2 separate regions of the Ovis aries genome follow, and region 1 is linked to region 2. Evidence: chromatin contacts called from public Hi-C data. All regions are on one chromosome and are shown on one strand. The core of a region is the stretch at or near the end of the contact, and the rest is flanking DNA. Distances in the headings are between cores, read along the strand shown.

Region 1 (4,433 bases), core at 1,167-3,666, 88 kb before region 2:
TAGACAGACTTTTGTTTTTAAAACAGTGACTAGTATATGATACACACTATTTTCTCAATTAATGGTGAATGACTCAATGAACATGCGCGAACAACTTCCAAATCTTAGTTTCCTTAAAAAGTAATACACCAGGAAAAGATATTTCTCCTGTCAATAAATTAGCTTTCTATTACAAACCTTATGTGAATTTGGGTACCTTACAATCCTAATTTTGACCAGAATTTTATCACCTCAGTTGTGGTGAATAAAGACATTCTAAACCTACCTACAAATGAGACATATCTTGACCACAAATCTACTTCTCCTAATGTTAAGAAAAGGCATGGAATCATGTATTTTAAAATATTTTTATTACCTTTTTGCTTGATCTATTTTCTACACATACAGTATACTCAGAAAATGCTGACTGCACTTGGAACAAACTTAAGAGAATAACAAAATTATTTTAATTACACATGGGGTTTTATAGTTTATATTGCACTTTACATTTTTTTCTCGAGAACAAGAATCCTGTGAGTTAGAACTCTGTTGAAGAAATAAACTAAAACTTAAAAACTTTAAGCCATTTGCTCAAGGTTTTACAGAGGCCAGGAACTAGAAGCGAGATCTCTAATCGCTAAGGTGTGCTCTTTCCCACTGTAAGATTATTTTGCACTGTAAGATTATCATTGTCCAAAAGAATTTAAGATTGTGTTGCTACATAAAAGCAGATAATCAGTGTTGCTGTCCCTGAGTCAGAAGCACATTACTAAGACCTATTGATTTGAGTAACACTTAAAAAAACATTTTTTATTGAGGGATAATTGCTTTACAGAATTTGAATAACACTTTTTTCTAGAACTATACTTTGGTTAATAAGCCATGTTTCATTTATTTGTGTTCATTCAGCTTTCAGCAATGTAAAATTCTTGCCTAGGCATATAGCTTCCTGTTTGATCTGCTAAGCTTTGGTTCAAAGTTCTTACTTCTGAACTTTGTCTGGTCTTTTCCTGTTTACCAAGTAGCTCTGGGAAAAACACAGTCAGATTGTTTAATCTGTGAACCGTACATCTTTGTTTAATTTTGGCTCGCAGGCACTCTTGACCACCACCAGGGGGCAAAAGCCTACCAGCTGGCTTCTCTGCTGTACATTCAACATAGGACTGTACAGTACAGGGACCCTCAGTGTCTGATTCTTGATGGAACCTCCCTGCTAATTATTTCAACCACAGGGCCCCAGGGAGAGAACAAAGGCTCAGCACAGAGGGCTCCAGTGGCACTTAACCATACAGCGGCCAGAAAGGGCTCAAGGCTGCTCTGCCAATTTACAACAAGCAGTAAGATCCAAGAGAGTTTGAGTGACAAACAAGAGGCGGTGGATTAATAACTGCAAACTCCGGAATGTCTGCGTTTTACAGACATGTTATGTATGGTGGTATTTACCAGCACATCCACTCAAATTAAGAAATAGCTTTGTCAACTCTGTTTCTCTGTGTAATCAATCTATGGTATTTATATGGCGCGATTTCCACCCCCGCCCCCCTTAAATCTTGATTTTTCATTATGTTCTTGGCTTAGGTTCAGCTGATGATTTATCTTTTAGAAAACTATTTCTTTAGAATATTCAATCGACATTTCGCATGTGTCTATGAAATAATGAAATCTAGAGACGAAGAGAAGGAAAACCCCAAAGAGCAAATCCTGTCTAATCAAGAGAATTTCTTCCCAGCAGGAAGCAAGTGGGAGGTAAATAGCAGGTTGGACCCTTGTAACTCCGTGAGCCCAGCTTTCTCGGCTTCCCCCAGGCTCTCTCGGCCTCCCTGCACTTCAGGAATAATGAATGAGCCCTTAGACAGGGGCCAGGGTAACAGGAAGCACGAGGGTACCATGAAGATTCTCGGGTATAAAATTACAAACCCTTCTTTCTTTCAAAAAGTCTCATCATAAAACATGGACTCAGAGCGGAAGGGTGGGAAAGCTAAGAAGAAAGCCCTCGAGAGCCGGGTCAACGGTAAGGTCTCTAGCCCAGAAAGTCCCATCCGCGCTCAGAGGAAGCGTTTGAAACCCCGCGGCGCCCTTTCCCACCCGGAAACTCGTTCGCGTCAGGATTTTCACCTCGGTTTCTTCTCACTGAGGTGGGTTAAGCTGTGCGCCCAACCTCGGGAATAAAAAAAGGTTGTCCTTCAAGAGTGGGGACTCCAGCGACACCCCCTCCCCAGCCGCAGAACCCGCTCCCTAACACACCCCCTCAAACCCCCAGAGCAGCCTAACCCGCGCGATTCCCAGAGCCCGGGGGGAAACCCCGAGAGGGGGCGGCGGCCCGAGGCGCACGCACCCGGCCGCCTTCCGGCAACTCAAGGGTTACGGCCAGGCGGCGGCGCGCGAGGAGGGGAGAGGCGGTTGCTGACAGGTGGCGCCTGCGCACTGGGAGCGCTCATTGTGCCCCGCAGCTGCCGAACTGCCCGCCCGCCAGCCAGCCAGCCGCCCGCTCGGCGCGTCAGTCTGCGAGAGTCCGGTGGTGGGTGCGGAGTCTGCGGCCGTTCGCGCGGCCTCCTCCTCCTCCCTGTTCCCCTCACCCCCACCCCACACCCCTTTGCCCCATCCCGGCTCCGTCACCCTCCCGCCCCCCACACTCGGGACAAGAATGCCCTGCCCGGAACAGCCCAGCAGCGCCTAGATGGCTTTGGTCACGGTCCAGCGGTCGCCTACCCCCAGCACTACCTCCAGCCCCTGCGCCTCGGTGAGTCCCCTCCCGGCAGCCGCTCCGCTCGCTTCTGTCACTGCGGCTCCGCTTTGCCTCAGCGGGTCCCGCCGAGCGCCACTGCGCACGCGCCGCGCCGCTTCCCAGGCCTTGGCACCCGGCTGCCGCGAACCCCCCACACGCCCCCATCTTAAAGACGAGCCGCAGGAACTACCGGACGTTGATGTGTGCCTCCGTCACTCTGAGCACCTAGCGCCTCACCATCCTCGCCCCGAAGCCCCCTGTGGCATGCTTTCCTCTGGCTTGAGCACTTCCTTTCGGGAATGAGTCATTCTTGCTTTTCACCCTCCCCCTTCCTTTTACCCTCTGTTGCTCTGCTGCAGGGAGAGGACCCCGGGACTCCTGCCATGCCCCTTACCCACACCCACATCCCCTTACCCGCACCCATTTCAGGGACCCGTTCCGTCTTCACCCACCGCCCGCCCTTCGGGCTCTCCGGGCGTCTGCCTTCCCCCTGGTCACTTGCTGTCTTTCTTGTGTCCTGTCCATTGGGCTTCATTGGACGGCTGAACGGTAGTTACTCCTAGGTTTCTCGCCATCTCCCCTCCCCCAGAGGGTGGCGGGAGTCTCTGCTCCTTGGACCTCTCACCTTTCCTCGACGAGGTCCTGAAGCATCTGGCGCTGCTTGATGACCAGTGCCAATTCATTTACATCTCACAGACATGTATGCATCGCACTCATTGCTCATGATCGTTCTTGTTCTCGAGTCGTGTTTGTATGGCTCGTTACTTCAGATGCCAGTGCCAGTGAAGCGTGCTTCCAGAAGGAAAATACCCAGTAACCAGCCTTTTCCTGCTGGGCCCTTCTTTGCCTTCGCCCCACCCCCACTTCTTTACGCTCCATTCTTTTAGGCTTTTTTTTTTTTTTCTGGAAATATTTGTTTTTTAAAATGAAATATTGCACCAGTGGGGCGAAATGGGATCTTTTAAAAAAAATCCAGATGTTTTAGAGGGAAATAGATGGAATGAATATATGAGGAATTAGAAAAACCGTTTGGAACTTCCTACAGAATTGTAGTTTTAAAAACTAGGTTGGTGGGTTTAGTAGTTTCAGCTTGCAAACACGTATTCAATATACACAGAAACACCTTCCACTGTAAAAATTTGGGTTACTCTTAATTTATATATTAACTGAGGTGTGTGCTTTGACATCTTGAAAACATGCTGGTTTGTGATTTCAACATAGTTTCCTGAATTTCAAAATTTTGCTGTGTAGTGTGTGGTGGTTTCCTTTTTTTCCCCCCTGAGCCAGCTTTTGCACTCTGTGTGACTAAATTGGCAGCTATATCCTAATTCTAGAAGCGATTATACTTCAGAGGTTACCTTACCTTGTGTTGTTTCCAGAAGAACTAGCTGGGATCCTTGGATAGAAGCTCAGGGAGGCAGACTTTCATGCTAAGGAAGAACTTTGTAACAGTGGGGTGGACTGCCTTGCAAAATAGTGAGTGCTCATTGTAGAAAAGTTCAAATAAAAGGCTGGAGGTCCTTTGGCCTAGGAGATGGTGTAAGGGCTCTTTCTAATTCTTAAGATTATATGATTTTAGAATAACTGCACTTGAAAGCTCGTAAAATATTTAAGGGTCTTCTGAAGACAAATATCATAAGGTTGGAAATTTAATATACGTTATTCTTATATGTGGTACTTGATACTAGTTTTTGGAAAGTTATTAACATACCATCAGACCATCTTAATT
Region 2 (4,732 bases), core at 894-3,393:
ATCACAGTGTGTGTTACCTGGAACTTCCTGGGGACTGAACGTTGAATTCCTGTAGGAATTTGTTTACCAAAATTTTAGAAGAATGACTATGTGGGAAAGTAAAGTTTATTTTATGTGTTGACTGTTATTTAAAATAGGAAAAGGAACTTAATCTCGCTCCTCTTCATCAACCACTTAGTATGTATCATACACTACTCTAGCTGCTTAAGGTACATCTGTAAACAAACTCAGAAAGCACTGCCCTGTAAAGCTTGTAGTTTGATGCCTGTTACCATTTCACCTTCTACTTCTGCCAAGGGCAGAGCTGTGTTCAAACCTAGCATGACTGCGTGTTGTCTCTGACCTTGCGACATTACTCTTTTAAGCATAGTAATCAAGTTGTCATGTTATCATTCATTTGGAAAATGAGTGATTCTTAGAAATCATCCCTTGCTTTGGTTCTGTAAGATGAAATTTTCTTGTTAACTACTTAGATTTGTACTCAGAAGAGCTTTATGCAAAATAAAGAAATTTTGTCCCAGGATTTTCCTATATATGTTCCCTAGTGTGTTCTTACAGTTGACCTGACTTACCATCAGCAACAGTTTGTAATAAGTAAGCCAAGACCACATGAGTTTATGTTTATAGAATTTAATCTCACACATCAGAGGTGAGGGGAATGATGGAGGAAATGAAATAACAGAATCCTCTAGGTGTATAGCTGCTACGTTTTTGGTATGGTCTGCTTTCCTTCTGGGAGCTTATATGCTCTACTTCATGTGATTCTAGGGGGGCTGACCATCACTTGGCCCTGCTTTTCTGCCACTGGGATGGTCATATGCCCATACACCCATGTCAGACTGGTCAAAGTACCCCTTTTCACTGGATACCATGATTGGTCCACACACGGTCAGTTAGAGTCCTGTTGAGAGAGAGATGGATGCTGGGGGTAAAAAGTTTAAGTTCTGTTTTCTGGACTCTGCTTAAGTGAATGATATATGCTTGCTGTGGTTGGTGATCATCTTACTGCCACATAGTCTAGTCAGCCTAAGAAGAGGAAGCAGGCAGAGCCCAACGAGAGAGGGAGAGTAGAGACCTAATAACATCGCTGCATTTTTTAAATTCCTCTTGGATTTACCAATTACATGAACCACTAGCTTTTTTGTTTTCCTTAACTCACATTGCTTCTTGTATAATAAGGTATCCTTATGTATTACTGTGGTAATCATTTGTGTTTGCCAATATTTCTGGGTCTCCTTACTCTGGATAACGGTAGAATTATACTTCCTTGAAAGTTGGGCATGATCATGTGACTGCTTTGGCAAATGAAATATGTGACTCTTGTCTCTTCTAGATGGAAGCATTTAAGAGCTGATGCATAACTCATATTCAGTTCTTCTTGTCGTAATGACTAGTCATGTCCCAGATAAGAGAGGGTAACATGGAGCAAAATCTCTACCAACCTAAGATGGACATGTAGCACAAATGAGAAACTTACTGTTTTAAGTCACTGAGATGTTGATGCTGTATGTTATTGTAGCCCGTCTAACCTGATACTTGTTTGGAATATATTTTTCTATATTAAAATTTTCTGGGACTTCCCTGGTGGTCCAATGGCTAAGACTCTGCATTCCTAATGCAGGGGGCCAGGGTTTGGTCCCTGGTCAGGGAACTAGATCCCACATGCTGTAACAGAGACCTGGAACAGCCAAATAAGTAAATATTTTTTAAAAAATGTAAATAATTCAGGTGAAAAGATCTTTTAGTATGCCATCTAAGAACACTAATGTCCACAGAATGAGATTATTAAACTATTTAGTATAGTATTTAGTTACTGTTAGGTAAGCATTAAGCTACAAGGCTAAAAGTGAACAGCAGTGTTTCCTGGTTTTGTTGTTCTTGTTTAGTCACTAAGTCTTCTCTGACTTTGTGACCTGTAACCTTCCAGGCTTTTCTGTCCATGGGATTTTCCAGGCATGAATACTGGAGTCGGTTGCCATTGCTTCTCCAGGGGATCTTCCCAGGGATCGAACCTGCATCTTCTGCATTGGCAGGCGAATTCTTTGCCACCTAGCCACCAGGGAAGCCATTTCCTGGTTTACCCTACAGAAACTAAATCTGCTTTTAGGGCTGTGACCTCTGACCAAATTATAGTTGCCTTGTTTCGTATTATGTGGCAGGACAAAGTCTATAATGATAGGTGTTTAAAACTCAGACACTATGTAAACACTCTAGCCTTACCCATGACAATTTCTGTTCTGTGGCCAGGACAAGGATGGAATCTCTGTAACCAGGCCTTGCTATCTGAAAACAGAGAAACCAGACAGGTAGGAAGAAATGGTTTAAGGACAGATCGAACAGTCTGATTTGCAGCTGCATGTGTGTGTGTAAATTATTACGGTCTTCAATATCTGTGCTGGACTCCCCAGCTTATGTGAGGGACAACATATTCCCATGGACAAAGCACAGTAGTGATCTATCATTTTCACCTGTTGATGCTCTAATTTTTCTACCTTTAAAGTGGAAATAAAAGGTTTTTCCTTCTCTTACCTCTCCCTGATGGTCCACATGGGAAAATGTGGTTCATAATATATTTGTCAGGAATCTTGGTTGAGAACAACAGAAACTGGCTTAAATAGAAAAATAAAGGTCATTTGTTGTTGAAAATAAAGGTTTGTTTGTTGTTTCATGTAGCAGCCAATCAGAGGGTACCATCCTTGCCCAGCCAGAGGTTGGCTTAAGAGTGAGCATGTGTAAAGTTCAGATGAGAAGACAGGGTGCAGGGTCACGTTTGGGGAGGAGACCACTGGGACAGTTTTCCACATACATAAGAGACACAGAGGAAGAGCTGTTTCCTTCAGCTGACTGTTGTTGATCAACTCTGTTGTGATTTTGCAATCAAGTGCGTTCAGAATGCAAAGTGCAGCATTCCTAATGTCCCTTTTAAAAATTTAAACTATTGTTTATTTTAATATATCACATGAAATGTCTTCAAGCCATGTCTGTTTGATTAAAGCAACTTCACCTCCCCAAGTCAGTTTATTTTTGCATAATGCATAGATTTTATTATTTATAGTCTGTGTTTCATCTGTCTAGAAAACACTTTTCGTTTTAGTTTTCAGTGGAGTAGAACTAAAGTATTTAATTTTTTCACAATGATACCATGGCACTTTTTAAGAGTTTCTGAGGAAACCTGATAGAAATTGCCCTTTAGGGGAAAGAGAATGGGCTCACTGATGTCCCAAACGGTTTGATTTCATAAGCAGAAACATCATCTCACCATTAGTACCAACACAACAGCATGATATGGTTGCAGTCATTTTGCAGACATGATTAGGTAGTCAAGATTAGCCCATTTTATTGGTATGGTAAGTATGGCCAATCTAGATCTCACTGTGATCATCGGGCAGAATTGGAGCCAGGTTGACTTTCCCAAAGCCAGGAGCTGTATACTGTGCATTAAATAAGATTTTATGGGAATGAGGATTGGAAGAAACCAGAACCAGTAGAGAGGGAAGTGAAAGAGTACCTGGCTCATATGAACTTTTTCTTCAGTGATTATATGACACCATTTTAACAAAAGCTTTTCATACATAGTAATATATACCACTTAAAATTTGCTTAATTTAGTAAGACTGAAGAAGTGCAACACTTTTTTAAAAAGGTATTATATTAACTGGAGGATAATTACTTTACAATATTATGATGGCCTCTGCCGTACATCAACATGAATTGGCCATAGTTATACCTGTGTCCTCTCCCTCCGAACCCACCTCCCACCTCCCTCACCACTCCATCCCTCCTGCGTCATCATACATCAAACTCCCACTGGCTATCTGTTTTGAATATGATAATATATATGTTTCAATGCTATTCTCTCAAATCATCCCACTCTCTCCTTCTCCTACTGTGTCCAAAAATCTGTTCTTTAGGTCTGTGTCTCCTTTGCTGCCTTACATGTAGATCATCAGTACCATCTTTCTAGATTCCACATATATGCATTAATATACAATATTTGTCTTTTTCTTTCTGACTTACTTCACTCTGTATAATAAGTTGCAGGTTCATCCACCTCATTAGAACTGTCTCAAATGTGTTCCTTTTTATAGCTAACATTCCATTGTGTATCTGTACCACAGCTTCCTTATCCATTCATCTGTCGATGGACATGTAGGTTGCTTCCATGTCCCAGCTATTGTAAATAGTGCTAGTGCAACACTCTGTGTTAACTGTCTCAGGGCGCTGAGACTGGGTCACATATCACTGGAGATGCTGCAGGGGTAGGTTAGTGACCAAGGAGGTAGCAGCATTTGTGAAGAGGGCCTTGGTGCTTCTGGTTCTGTGACTGTGTGAAGTGTGTCCTTTGCCCTTAGCTACAGATTTGACCCAGCTTATTATTTAGCACTTGTTTCCAGTCTCTCATCACCATGAATTCTAAGGCTGGTTAGGCACAATACATTTAGATATTCTCTTGGTTGTTATTGACTTGACTGATGGGTTGGTTTTTGTTTAAATCCTTTTTTCTGGATAGTGGATCACAATATTCACCCTCCGTGGTTTTTCATTATTTTGAAGTCCAGTTTACTCATTTTTCTTTTCCTTATCTAGAAACACTTTTTTCATAGTTTATTTGTCCTGATGACTCATTCATTCAATTAATATTTATAGAGTATCTATTAGGTACTTTACTCTCAATAAATCAGAATAAGATATAATTACCTATAATTATAATTCAAGGAAAAAGATAAATAGG

What was found. A called contact is a pair of places that touch in the nucleus more often than the background predicts.
Region 1: a contact with region 2 is called in a Hi-C map of liver, with 3 times the contacts expected there. The contact joins the promoter of SSH2 here to the enhancer-like site in region 2. A contact is called at or near these places in 9 of 16 Hi-C or Micro-C datasets (blood, hypothalamus, liver and 4 more).

The regions. Positions count from the first base shown.
Region 1 is chr11:21,058,519-21,062,951 of ARS-UI_Ramb_v3.0, reverse strand. It overlaps SSH2 (slingshot protein phosphatase 2), which reads left to right and starts at 2,416. Exons shown (of 15, transcript XM_042255464.2): 1 at 2,416-2,719. The coding sequence starts at 2,657. EFCAB5 (EF-hand calcium binding domain 5) reads right to left here and starts at 2,755. Exons shown (of 22, transcript XM_042255465.2): 1 at 2,701-2,755.
Region 2 is chr11:20,969,607-20,974,338 of ARS-UI_Ramb_v3.0, reverse strand. All of the region lies in intron 1 of SSH2 (slingshot protein phosphatase 2), which reads left to right. Among named protein-coding and RNA genes, the nearest start is that of TRNAG-CCC, 79 kb to the right of the region's middle. Within about 2 kb of position 2,143, at least 5 of the 54 cell types and tissues checked have an H3K27ac peak or open chromatin away from gene starts, as enhancers often do. A contact at or near this core is called in liver, where this site is marked.